Linked DNA regions of Gossypium hirsutum: region 1 is linked to region 2. The links are chromatin contacts, called in public Hi-C maps. All regions are on one chromosome and are shown on one strand. Each heading gives the region's core, a stretch centred on a gene start, on an enhancer-like site or on the middle of the called end of the contact. The rest is flanking DNA. Distances are from core to core; before and after follow the strand shown. Region 1 has its middle 26 kb from the start of LOC107954886. Region 2 holds the start of LOC107954885 (rhamnogalacturonan I rhamnosyltransferase 1).

Evidence for each region. A called contact is a pair of places that touch in the nucleus more often than the background predicts.
Region 1: a Hi-C map of fibers shows a contact between it and region 2, with 2.1 times the contacts expected there. The contact joins the enhancer-like site here to the promoter of LOC107954885 in region 2. A contact is called at or near these places in 13 of 34 Hi-C or Micro-C datasets (anther, callus, fibers and 4 more).

What each region holds. Positions count from the first base shown.
Region 1 is chrD07:47,408,597-47,415,170 of Gossypium_hirsutum_v2.1, reverse strand. No RefSeq gene overlaps it. Among protein-coding and RNA genes, the nearest start is that of LOC107954886, 26 kb to the left of the region's middle. Within about 2 kb of position 3,425, at least 6 of the 9 cell types and tissues checked have an H3K27ac peak or open chromatin away from gene starts, as enhancers often do. A contact at or near this core is called in fibers, where this site is marked.
Region 2 is chrD07:47,311,920-47,318,612 of Gossypium_hirsutum_v2.1, reverse strand. LOC107954885 (rhamnogalacturonan I rhamnosyltransferase 1) reads left to right here and starts at 3,773. Exons shown (of 8, transcript XM_016890570.2): 1 at 3,773-5,011; 2 at 5,387-5,454; 3 at 5,579-5,667; 4 at 5,763-5,928; 5 at 6,027-6,316; 6 at 6,401-6,605; 7 at 6,681-6,693. The coding sequence starts at 4,690.

The sequences.
Region 1 (6,574 bases), core at 2,176-4,675, 97 kb before region 2:
TGTTTTGTAATATTTTTGTTGCTTACAACAGTTAGAATGTTTAATCTTCATTTCATTTGTATTTCTCAATAATCATATATCAGAAAAGATAACAAATGAAAAAAAAATAATTTATTTCTCAATTCTCACACATTTGTTTTTTCAATACTCATATGTTAGAAGAGAAGAGATAACACAAATTGCATGGATCAATGCTCATATATTAAGGCCAAAACGCCAAACTTTTTACAAAATGGTAACTTTACCTCAATGAATCTTTTATATTTACATCTAGCTTCTTCTTTATCTTTGGACACAACATTCCTTTCCATTTGTCAGCTTCTTCTTTCTTCTTGACAATAAGTAACATAATCTTGGTCCTTATTGTTTCCATCATGGTCAGAATCGGTTTCCCTCTTACTTCCAGTATCATCTGTTAGTAAACAACATAAATGATTAGTGAATTGCTAATGATTAGTAAGAAACATAAAACATAAGGGTTTGCTTTGTTAAATGATTCAAAAAAATTATTCACCAACATGTCAGAATGGATCTTAATTGAGAAGTGAGACCTTGACTAGTGAGTAAGATTCTTTTCCTTCAACCAATCATAAGCATGCTGATTGATTTTCTTTAGTTCATCCATGGCATCCTCAAAATCTCTTGTAGTGCTTGCTCTGGCAGCTTTCCAAAGCAAATCTTTCAATTCCTTTGTTCGAAAACCAACCTTCTTGAAATTGGCATGTAGGTGTCTAACACAGTGTCTTGTTTCTGCATTAGGAAACAACATACATATTGCTTTTAAAAGTCCCTGCAATTAGAACAAATATAGTTTAATTTTTTGACAAACCCTAAACCCTAAATAGAAACAACATAAAAAATAAATAAATGGAGTTTTACCTTTTGTTTGTCAGACATGAAAGATATTTGGTACGATCTCACAATTTCCAATTCTATTGCAAGCAACTCCAAAAACCAAAGCCATGATGCTTGGTTTTCACTTTCGACAACAGCATATGCAAGATGATAGATGCCATTATTTGCATCTATCCCAACAGCTGCAAGCAAGTAGCCACCATAGTAGCCCTTCAAGAAACATCCATCTAAACCTACTATACTCCTACAACTAGCCCTATAGCCATCTTTGCATGCCTGCAGATAGACAAACATCCTTTGAAACAACCTGTTATCCAGATAACAGATAGTTATTATTCCCTCATTTTGGGTCTTAACCTCCAACAAATACTCATAAATATTCTCATATTGAACCTTATGAGCTCCTTCAATTAATTCCAATGCCCTAAGTTTAGCCCTCCTACATTTGGTTAGTGAGACTATGCAATACAAATATCTTTTAACATATTGTTGTAATGATTTCAGAGAATAAATAGGATTAACAATGAATTTTTCTTTATAATGTTCACCTATTCAAGCTGAGATTACATTCTTATTTTTATAGACTTTAGAAAAAGTATGATTAGGGTTTGAACTCTTAATTTGCCAAGTCTGGTCAGTAGGGTTATCAGGGTTTAGTCTAGAGGCCTATATGAACCAAGAACATTTTTCACTGCAGAATGCTTTTAACCTTTTTAAATCAATTTTGGGAAACTTAATAAAATAACTATTCAACCTACCATACTGCTTGGCAACTTCTTTTAGAATGTCTTTAGACTTAAATAACATTCCAACCTTAAGTCTAGGATTACTCATGTCAATCTATAGGTTGAACTCAGGCCAATTTTGGCTATTTGAGTCAGATTCATGTGCACTATCTAACCTCTCAGAATCATCACTATCACATGGTTCACCTATTTCTATACCATCCATGTTTAAACCATATAAATTAACTCTTATCTTATTAGACACATCACTTTCAGATGCATCACTACCAGACACATCACTGCTAGACATTTCTTCTTCATTCTCATTAAATTGTCATCAATTAAACCTGCCAAACAAATTACTCATCAATAAAGGCAGACAACATAGGCAAACACTTTAACCATTTCTGTCAGACAATAACCAATACAAAATAATTTAATACAAACACAACCATTTCTGCCATGCACATGGTAGACAACTAATACAAAAATAATTTAATACAAACACAACCATTTTTGTCATGCACATGGCAAACAATAACATACAATAGCCAGTACAATATAGAAGGTAAATAACAAATTTGATATTGCCACATACAATATAGCAGCTTGGATACAAACAATGGCAGATATAAACAATAAACATCAGTTTGATAATGGTATTCATACAATGGCAGATAAAACAATAAACATCATGCACATGGCATATAATACACATTATATGTCATTCACTTTAATAACCAAAACCTAATCTGTCATGCACATTAATAACAAATAAAACCAAAATCGAAATAACCCTAGATCAAAATCCAATTCGAAATCAAAATCGAAATCGAAATCGAAATCGAAATTGAAATCAAAATCAAAATCAAAATCAGTGAGTGTTTCAAAATTGAAATCAAAATCAAAATCAAAATCGAAATCGAAATCGAAATCAAAATCAAAATCAAAATCAAAATCAAAATTGAAATCGAAATAACCCTAAATCTAAAAAATAAAAAACTAAATGCAACAACTTACCAGTTAAAGTGGATGTAACAACATTGTCAGCTTCTCTTCTATTGCCCATTGTCGCTGAGAATCAGAAACACTGAATGGTTTCTGATTTCTTCTTCTTTTCTCCCCAAACAAAAAAGACCAATCGTACCCTAAACCCTTATACCCTGTTAATCGATTATTGAATCGATTTCTAACCCTAAACCCTTTTTAATCGATTCCCGAATCAGTTTCAACCCTAAACCAACCCAAATCACAATCAAAATTTCCCCAAATCGATTTTCTTTTTTCCCCCCAAACCTCTTTAATCCTAATCTATTTCTAATTTTTTACCCCTAAACCCCATAACCCTTCAAATTTTCCCTAAACCCGCCCCAAACCAAGACCCATCAGTCGCTTCACCAACGTGGCAAGTTAACTTGCCACGTCAGCGGTCCGTTAACACCCTAACGGAAATTGTTAATCAGTGACTATTTTCTTACTTTTTTATAACGTTAGTGGCTGTTTGTAACTTTTTAAAAGTTGAGTGACTAAAATGAAACCTAGGTGACTGTTTTGTTAGCTACCCCAAAGTTGGGTGATTGTTGGTGAAATTTACCCCTTTTTTAAATTATAAAAGTTAAAAAAATGGAAACAAATATAAATTTTTTTATAAAGATTTCCTTTAAAAATTTTCTGGCGTACTCTCAACACATTCCTGCTACCAGGCAAGCTTCCCACTGTCTGTCTGTCTCTACTGTGCAAGGCCTACCACAGAAATTAAGGTAGGTAAAATTTTAAACCCTAATTTTAGCTTCATTGATTTCTACTATTTCACGCTTGATTTTCAAGCTTAAAGACTGTTTTTGAGGTTTGCCGACCATCGCGGCCGTGACAACACTATTTGAAACCCAATTATTGGTATTTTATTTGCCTTGTTGCTCATATGGATTTTGATTGCTTTATATGGGAATACAAATGGTATTTACAAGTTATGACCTCCCTTCTGATTTCCTCCATTTTTAATGGTAAGTTTTTAGGCAATGGGGTTTCAAAGTAAAGAACCAAGCTTACAAGCTGAGAATACAACGGATGATGATGATGATGTAACAGTTTTTAGGCAATTTGAGTCTGAATCATATGTGTTGGGTCTAAATCATATTTGAAGTTAGTGGAGCCATCGAAGAATGCTGTAAACAATCGTGAAGGCCTTATTGATAAGCTCAAAGATATTGGCTGCAATTTTTTATAATTTTTAATATTTTTATTACTTTAAAATAAATCTATATTAAAAAATGAAAAATTCTAATTTTTTTTATATTTTTAGAATTTTTAAATAAATATAACACAAATTGCTTGATTTTTTGAATGGCCCAACCTTAGTGTGCCATGTGACAAAATTGATGGCAAGTTAACATTGTCAAAAGTCTTGAACTTAAATTGGGTCTTTTTTTTTTATATAATAACCCAAAATTTTAATTTATCCAAACCTCTTAGAAAATCCAAGCTAGGTGTTGTATAAGCTCATGCTATGCTTCCAAAATAAAATATCAGTATTGGAAACTTTACCGGATATTATATATATGGTATATAAATGTATTTGTATGATATTTATATTATTTTCCTTATATGTTGTGTACTAATTTATATTATTCAATTTTTAAAACATTAAATTATAAAATATATTTATATAATTTATCATGGTGATCTAATTTTGAGAAAAATCATTTTATTATTTAATTAATTTTATTTACAATGATAGTAGTTGCTAGTGTTAGTGAAATATTTTAATTTTATTGGCAGGATTCAAATACTATTATATGTATTTTTCTAATTTTTGAATTTTTTTACGGCACTTTTAAAATCTCGAGTTTAAAAATTTTACTCGAATATCAAATAATTTTTCTTATTTTTATGTGATACATTTAAATTCAAATATTTGACATATAGGTAGTGTTTAGAAAGTCACTTAGTAATTGAATTTGAGTGTAATTGCTTGTAATTATACAATGATGACATGTTTGGGTAACTATTATAACAGATGAGTTCCACCAAATTGGGTGTAGTTGGAGCACCCCAATTACACTTTCTAATTCTTAGAGAGAAAGTTATAGACTATTTGGAATGTGAACCTAAATATTATAAGGTTGGTGCTACTTATGCATAGATTTTTTTTTGCACCATATCGTGGGGTATAATACCATTTGAAAGAATGGTGTCATGAATAAGTACTATAGACAATTCACGAACTCTTTAATTTGAGACATTTAAGGCTTTGAAATGTAGTTGAGAATACATTTGTTATTCTAAAAAAAAAAATTCTCATATTAACAAAATAACCTTAGTATAGTAAAAAAAACAAAGTTGGATCGTAGTAATATGTTGCATATTTCATAATTTCAATAATAATAAGTGGAATTGAGATTATCCATACTTTGAAGAGTACATGGAAGAAGGATATCTTGATAATCTTTGTAACACCCCAAACCTGGTCTAGACGTTATGGCCGAATCTGGAAATGTTACGAAGAAGGGTTTCAAATCCAATCTTATCATGTTAAAAACCCTGTATAGTTTATTAGTAAAAGAGTCCACATTTTATAAAACATATTATTATTATATTTAGTAACGAAACTATCAACAATTTGCTCTTTCAGAAAACATAATTTGCAGCGGATGTTTTAAAAGTATTTATATTTGAAAATCGAGCTTGTGTTTTCAAAAAAACACTTGTTTGCGTAAAACCATTGTTTTATCATACGTTGCAGGATAAAAATCAAAACACATCCAAATCCAAAAATTATAAACAAGTAGTCCAAAAAGTCCCAAAATTACAAAACTCTCAAGGAAAATCTAGAAAATTAAATAAATTATTAATTAAAAACAGTTCACAGACTAGTGGTCACCACTGAGCCTCCGTTGCACCAATCTGCCTATGCTTGAGGATTACCTAAACAGAACAGACAAATAGATGTGAATTTTTAAAAAATCAGTGTGTAACTTAACGAAAACATACATACATATATTCTTAGATTTCCCACATAGCAGAACAGATACAGACATAAATCCTTAACAGAATCAGATTATCTCAGAATCATGCAGATATGCAAAGTCTTACCCCTATCCTCTACACACCAACTCTGACCATCTCAACACACTATGTGGGGTATAAAACACTCACCCAGCCTTGCACATCACAAAGTGTCCGTACGACACTTGTCAGAATAAGTTGCAGCCATGCTGCCAGTATATTGGCGACATGTCGCCTCATAGAATACGTCCTCCACATATACATATCCCACCCCATACACACATGCAGATAACAGAATAACAGATATGTCAAAACTAACATGTCTCGCATGCTCATATACATAAATTACACATGTTTATACATAATAATCAGATCATACATATCGTATTTCATCATACTCAACCCAATCTACTAGAGTAGCAGATTTCATGCTTTAGGGTTTGTTTTGCCCTTACCGACCTTACGGAAGGCCCATAGTCAATGGAAATGACATGTGCGACCATAGGGAAAAATTCTAAATTTTGGGCCCATGGGCCCATGTGGCCCACAGCCACACGCCCGAATTAGCCTAGGTTGTGTGACCCACACGGCCACACACACACCCATCATACGGCCGTGTGCGACTACACAGTCGAGCACACGCCAGTGTGGGGTCGATAGGCTAGTTTTTCGGCTTTCGTCGATCGACGTTTTCTTGCGTTCTCGTTACACATCTGGCTCATTTTTTATGTGAAAGCAATCTCGAGACAACCGAAACCTACAATCCATCAACAAAATGCCGAAAATCAATCTTAATTCCTCAATTCCAATTGAGTCACCACTCGAATAAAACACAACCAAAAGCAAAATTTTAACAAAAAGATTGCGCTAAAACATTTCAAAAGCTTACCCATGACTACAATAGCCTCTAATTTTACTACACAACCGGAGAGTCTCGGATTTCCTGAAAATCACTTAACAAAATGGTATACTGAATCAACTTTATATAC
Region 2 (6,693 bases), core at 2,524-5,023:
AATTGAATTGAATGTAATAATTATATTTTGAGTGTCATAGTTCTTCTATTTATATGCATTCAGTGGACACTATTGAAGAGATAACTCTTTGTATTGGACATACTTTTGAAAAGAAATATGTTCAATGAAAATTAAATGTATCCATCAGATGAATGAATCATCATTTTTTAACCTGAATAAGTACTCATGAATCACACTAATTGATACATTAATAATATCTAAATTTACTATCCACAATTTTCAACATAATTTAATAAAAAGAAATCAAGGTTTTTACAAGAAGAAGTCTCTATTCGGTTCAATTGGAATTGTTGGTATAAATGTAAAATAAAATAGTGGCTGACAAATTTAATAAAGAAAAGGGCCGTAGAATGTTCAAACTTATTTCATACTTAAAAAATAAAATGGACGTTTTTATTAAATTGGATTACAAGTTATTCGGTAAAACTATAAATAAAATAAAAATAGTTTATTCATTAAGAAAAATGAAATCAATAAAAAATTAGATAAAATACAAATATATCATGTAACAATATAATCTTTCTCCTAATTTTGTCAACTGTTGAATAGTAGAGTGAAAAAGAAAGAAGTTTATTAACGATTTATGATGTAAAAAATATCATTGATGAGTTAAGCTGACTGTTTAACGGACCAAAAATGGATTGGATTAGTATGAAAAAGTTAAATCAGGTTAAAAATTTATTGAATTGAAAATATATTAGCTAATCAATTTGACCACTAATTCAGTTTTGAAAATTTTGTCACCCCAACTCATAAATAAGAGGATAATGCATTTCAACACGCACTCGAACTCACATCCTCCTGTATTGTCAACAATATCTATACCAATCGAGTTAAGACTCAATCTACCTCATTATTAAATTTAACTATGATGAAAATTTCAACATTTCTTTAATACTTCAAAACAAAATAGAAATAATAAGAAAAAAAAATCTAGTATATAAAAACCTTAGATTACATTTTATACGATCAACTATGCAATATTTGAAAAATATTTTATCTTTTGACTTAGATTGGATAGAGTTTATATTGTACGCACAAATTTCATTAAGATAATATATTTTGGTTAAGTTAATATCTCGAGTTAATTAAATATAAATTTAATTGGTAAATGATATTTCTTTTTATAAAGTATGAATATTATTATAGGGTACTTATTTTTGTTATTATTTTTTTATTTTTATATAAAATTTATAAAAAATTAATTTAAACTCAAAATAAATTTAAAAAAATAAAATATATGGTAAGATTTAAACCTAAAATATCATAACCTCTAAAGCTTCAATTTTACCATTTTAGCAGAAAGACTCATCTATTTTTTACATGTTTTTTTTATAAATATATTTTTTACATAAACTTTTCACTCAACTTGTAAATGTACCGTAATCTAATATATATATATATAATTGTTTTTATGATATATACAATTAAAAATGACCATTATAAACACTAAATTGAAAAATTAACTCAACAACTAACTCAAAGTAACTAATAATATGTATATCTATAATTAGACTATATAAAAAAATATCTAGTTGATGTTGTGAATAATGGTTTAATCATGTTATATTTTAAGTTTTGAATGATAGTTAAGAAAGAAAAAGGACTCCCTAATTAGTTGGTATACTAAGAAAACTTAAACCGAGAAAATTTTAATGAAAAATAAAAGTTTGTTGATTTAGTGTTAAAAGTATTAGGTTGTAGGTATAAAGGTTTGGGTTTAATCTCAAATAACTCCAAGTCTTACATTCAATTATAAAAATTAAAAAAATTAATTTTCTTTTATGTATATAAACTTTCAAAAATGAGAAAAGATTATATGAAACTATGATTCCATAGCATCTCTATCCCTTTCTAATAAGAGAATGACAAATTAAAATTTTCCTCTTGAAAAAATTCAGATCCAACTAAAAGTGCTAAAAATCAAGAAGAAAAAGTTAATTTGTCATTCTCCTATTGGAAAGGGATAGGGATGACATGGAATCATGGTTTCATACAATCTCTTCTCTTCAAAAATATGTTAGAACAAAATAAAAAAACTAGCATTTATTTAAGTTCAAGAATATTATTTTTTATTTTGATATTTATAAATTTTAATAATTAAATTTAAATAATTTTTATTATCTAAATAGTAAATTGAATCGTACTGAATTAACTCTAAATATTAAAAAATTATCTTAAATTCGATTTAATTTGAATTAATGTGTCTATGCAAGCCATATGCAAAATTAACTTCTAGGGTTTATGGTAGCAAACGTTTGTAAATTATTATTTAGATTTTAAAACATTGTAATTGAGTTTTTAAAGTATCATTTTCTTATCAATTAGATTCTTCAATTTTGACGTTAAATGCTACTTTAGGACTAATATGAAACATATTTAAAACACATGGATCAAATTTTAAGTACTTATATATCTACTGTAGGCAGGGATGTTCATTGTTCGGTTAAAATTGAATTAATTGACCGAACCGATTTAATTCGGTTAATCGGTCGATGGCTGAATTAATTCGGTCGAAAATCGGTTAATGATTTTTTAAAATTTTGATTATCAGTTATTTCGGTTCGAAATCGGGTAATTAACCGAATTAATCAAAATAAATAATATATTATATAATATATTTTTTATATTAGCAATGTATTTTTCGAACTATTATTTTTTATATTAATCAAAATAAATAATATATAACATATAATATATTTTTTGAACTATTAAAAAAAATGAACATTAACAATGTATTTTTTTATATGTTTTATACTTATTTTAACCAAAAGATAAAAACATATAAATTTCAATTAATTTGATTAACCGACTGAATTAACCAAAATATTTCGGTCCGGTTAATATATTTGAAAAAAAATTAGTTCGATTAGCAATTAAAGATTTTTACATTTCGGGTAATTCGATTAATAATCGAACTGACCGTTTGAACACCGCTAACTGTAAAGGTAGTTTGAATTTAGCATATTAAAAAAAAAGAAAACAGAATGATTTATTTGTCATTCCAACTTTACAAAAAAAAATCATTTTAACTCTCCATTTAATTTTTCATTTTTTTAGCTTTTAAATTTGTGTTGTTTGTCAAATCACCCCAAAATAGATGAAAAGTTAGCTATCGTGGGATAAACGTAGATGTCATATCAACCATTAATAAATTTTTTTAAATTTGAAAAATGTAAAAAAAAAAATTTTAAAAATTAAAAATAATATTTTTAATTTTTTAACTTACATGGCATACATGTAGTGATCCACGTGTATGTCACGTTAACAAAGTTAACAAATATTAATTTTTTCATACATTTTAAGGTGATTTGACAAACAATATAAGTTTAAGGGTTAAAATAGGTGAAAAATTAAATGAAGGACTAATTAATATATATTTTATAAAGTTGGAAGGCTAAAAGAATTTAATATCCCTAAAAAAACACAATATCATTAAAATTTAGTAGTAATAATTTTTTAACACATTGATGAAAGTTGTTCACGTGACGTGGTTAAAATTGGATTCATTACTTGGAATTATATCAACAACATCCAAACTAATGGATAGGCTAATATGATGTTATATTTTGAAGTTTAAAAATTAATTTATAATTTAGGTCATAATTTGGGGAGCTGTAGTGCAATTAACCCTAACTTTTATAACATCTATGAAGTGTAAAATACGCCGACATTTTGAAACAAAAAAGGGTTTGATTTCGCGGATGATTTTGTTATTTTAATAATAGAAAATTTAATTAATAAAAAGGAAGAAAGAAAACTAAAAGGAACTGAAAATACTCGTTTTGTTATCTTTGTTTAATGTTACAGCTAATTATTTTCCTTTCTTTATGACGAAAAATTATAATTGACAGAATTACAAGGTTTTATAGTTTCCTCAATTATCAACAGCTGCAGTGAAGATCCTCCAACTCCTTAACAGCAAAAGAAATCCCAACACATTAATGCCTTAATTGCAGGCTTTTAACCTTTTTCTTTCCCTTCTATCAAACCACAACTCAAAGCTCTCACCTCTTTTGTCCCTGTCCCTGTCCCCCTCTCTCTCTCTCTCTCTCTCAAGCTCACAACTTTGGTTTTCTTTTCTGAGCAGTTCACCGGCGTCGACCTCGCCGGGATCTGGTCGGGAAGTTTCACCGGAAAAAGAGAATGAACCTCAATTGAGGCTTTTCCCTTTTCAGCATTCTGTTTATAAGCTAAAGGAACTTGGTTCTTTTTTCTTTTTTTTTTGGATCATTTTGAAAAGAAGGCTTTTCTGGGGAGTAGTTAGTGGAGATTTAGCTGAAACCGAATCATAAGAATTCTGGGTTTTGCATATTTGGATAATGTATGTTGAGAGTTTACGGGGTTTTGGCCAAAATAAGTAAGTTTTTTAAATCTGGGTTTGTCTTTTTTAAGCTTTAGTTTTGCTTTTGGTAAGCTTGGTGGAGCTGTTGTTTCTAGCTAAGGTTTTTGTTATTATCTTAATTCAAAAGTTTGGTTACAAGGGAAGTTTAGAGTTCAAGGAGTTGGTGGTTAAGTTTATTAAAATTTTCAGAAATCACCATATCTTGGGAAAAGAAAACCCAAAATTTCAGAGGTTTTTTTTTTTTTGCATTATAATTGATTAAAAAAGCCTGAAGATTTGGATCAAGTGGGGGTGAAGTTTGAGGTGAAAAGGGGTAATTTACAATGTGCAGAGTAGAAGAGACAAGTGGAAAGTGTGATTACAGGAAACAGTGGGAAATGAAAATTAAGATGTTTGGGGAAGGGAAAGTGGAGAAGTTAAAGAATTCAATGGTTTCAAGGTCTAGAATGAAGCTATGGATGATAAGGGCATTAACCACAATTTTGATATGGACATGCTTTGCTCATTTGATGACATTAGGCGAATTTTTTGGTCCCAAGTTGCTCAAAGGCTGGCCTTCTTGTTTCACTCATTCTACTTCTGAGTTGCCTTTGGTTGCTCCTGAATTGTCTTCTATTCCACCAAAACTCATTCTTCCACCGAAAAGTAAGTTCTCAAAAGTTCCTTTCTTTTTATTTGCGATTTCTTGAGTATGCAATGATTGATTTTAATTAATCGCCATTTCTTCAATATTTGGTGTTTGTTTGTTTGTTTGTTTGTATGTATTTCTTGTGAACAGGCAATTTTTTCTGTCAAAGATGCCTTCTTAAGTCCTTAACAAAGACTTTGCTTTTTATCATCTTTTTTCCCCCTTTTTCTTATGTCAATTAACCTGTGAATCTTTTGCTTGCCTTATCAGCTATTAAAGCCTTTATGGGGCTTTCTGCTTTTTCCCTTTGATGGAAATTGAAGAACCCCCCCCCCCCCCAATCAAGTTGTCTATGACTACTGTTCTTATTTGATGACTGTTTTTTTTTACAGGGTTATATAAGAATAATGGTTATCTTATGGTTTCCTGCAATGGAGGACTCAACCAAATGCGAGCTGCGGTAAGTTGATTTTTTCATCTCAGCATCATTTGGAATTTCCTTGTTTCACTGTCTGTTTTTTAGCTCATAACTTTCCTGTTCAGATGCTAACCATTTCATGTCTTTTCCGGCTTCTGTTCTGCAGATTTGCGACATGGTTGCCATTGCCAGATACCTAAATGTCACACTTATTGTTCCTGAACTAGATAAAACCTCTTTCTGGAATGACCCTAGGTACATACTATCTATTTAATCTTTGTTTTTGGATTCGAATTATGAGCTGCAATTCAAGATGATCCTCAAATTGATTGTTTATAAATTATGATCAGTGAGTTTAAGGACATTTTCGATGTTGATCACTTCATTACTTCCTTGAGAGATGAGGTTCGGATATTGAAGGAATTACCACCCCGAGTTCAGCATCGAGTTGACCAAGGAATGTTCCTCTCTATGCAACCGATTAGTTGGTCCGATATTTCTTATTATGCTCATCAGGTTAGTTGCCTATCGATTAAAGATGGAATAAGCTTTGCTGTCCTGGTATTGTTTGCAATTCGTTGTATTGCATCTAATTCTGGAGTCATTGTTACCAGATTCTTCCTCTTGTGCAAAAGCACAAAGTTGTACAGTTGAATAAAACTGATGCTCGGCTTGCAAATAATAACCTACCACCCGAGATTCAGAAGTTGCGCTGCCGTGTAAATTTCAATGCGCTTAAATTTACTTCTCAAATCGAGGAATTGGGTAGAAGGGTTGTCAAGATTTTGAGGGAAAAAGGCCCTTTTCTCGTGCTTCATCTCCGATATGAAATGGACATGTTGGCTTTTTCCGGCTGCACTCATGGTTGCAACAGCGATGAAGAGGAAGAACTTACAAGGATGAGGTATGCTGTAAGCCTTTTTTGTCATTCCCACAACAATAAATTATGTCATCTCTTTACTAATTACAGCAAATCCGGTATTATTAGGTATGCTTATCCCTGGTGGAAGGAAAAAGTAATAAATTCAGAAATGAAAAGGAAAGAAGGTTTGTGCCCTTTGACACCCGAAGAAACTGCTCTAGTATTAAGAGCGCTCGGTATTGACCGCAATGTTCAAATTTACATTGCCGCTGGAGAAATATATGGTGGAGAGAGACGGATGGCTCCGTTGGCAGAAGCATTTCCTAATTTGGTCAGTAAGATGTATGTTCGGCATCTACAATGCATGTTATATGTGATCTAACAGTCGGCTTTTCTTGCACAACAGGTCAGAAAGGAGA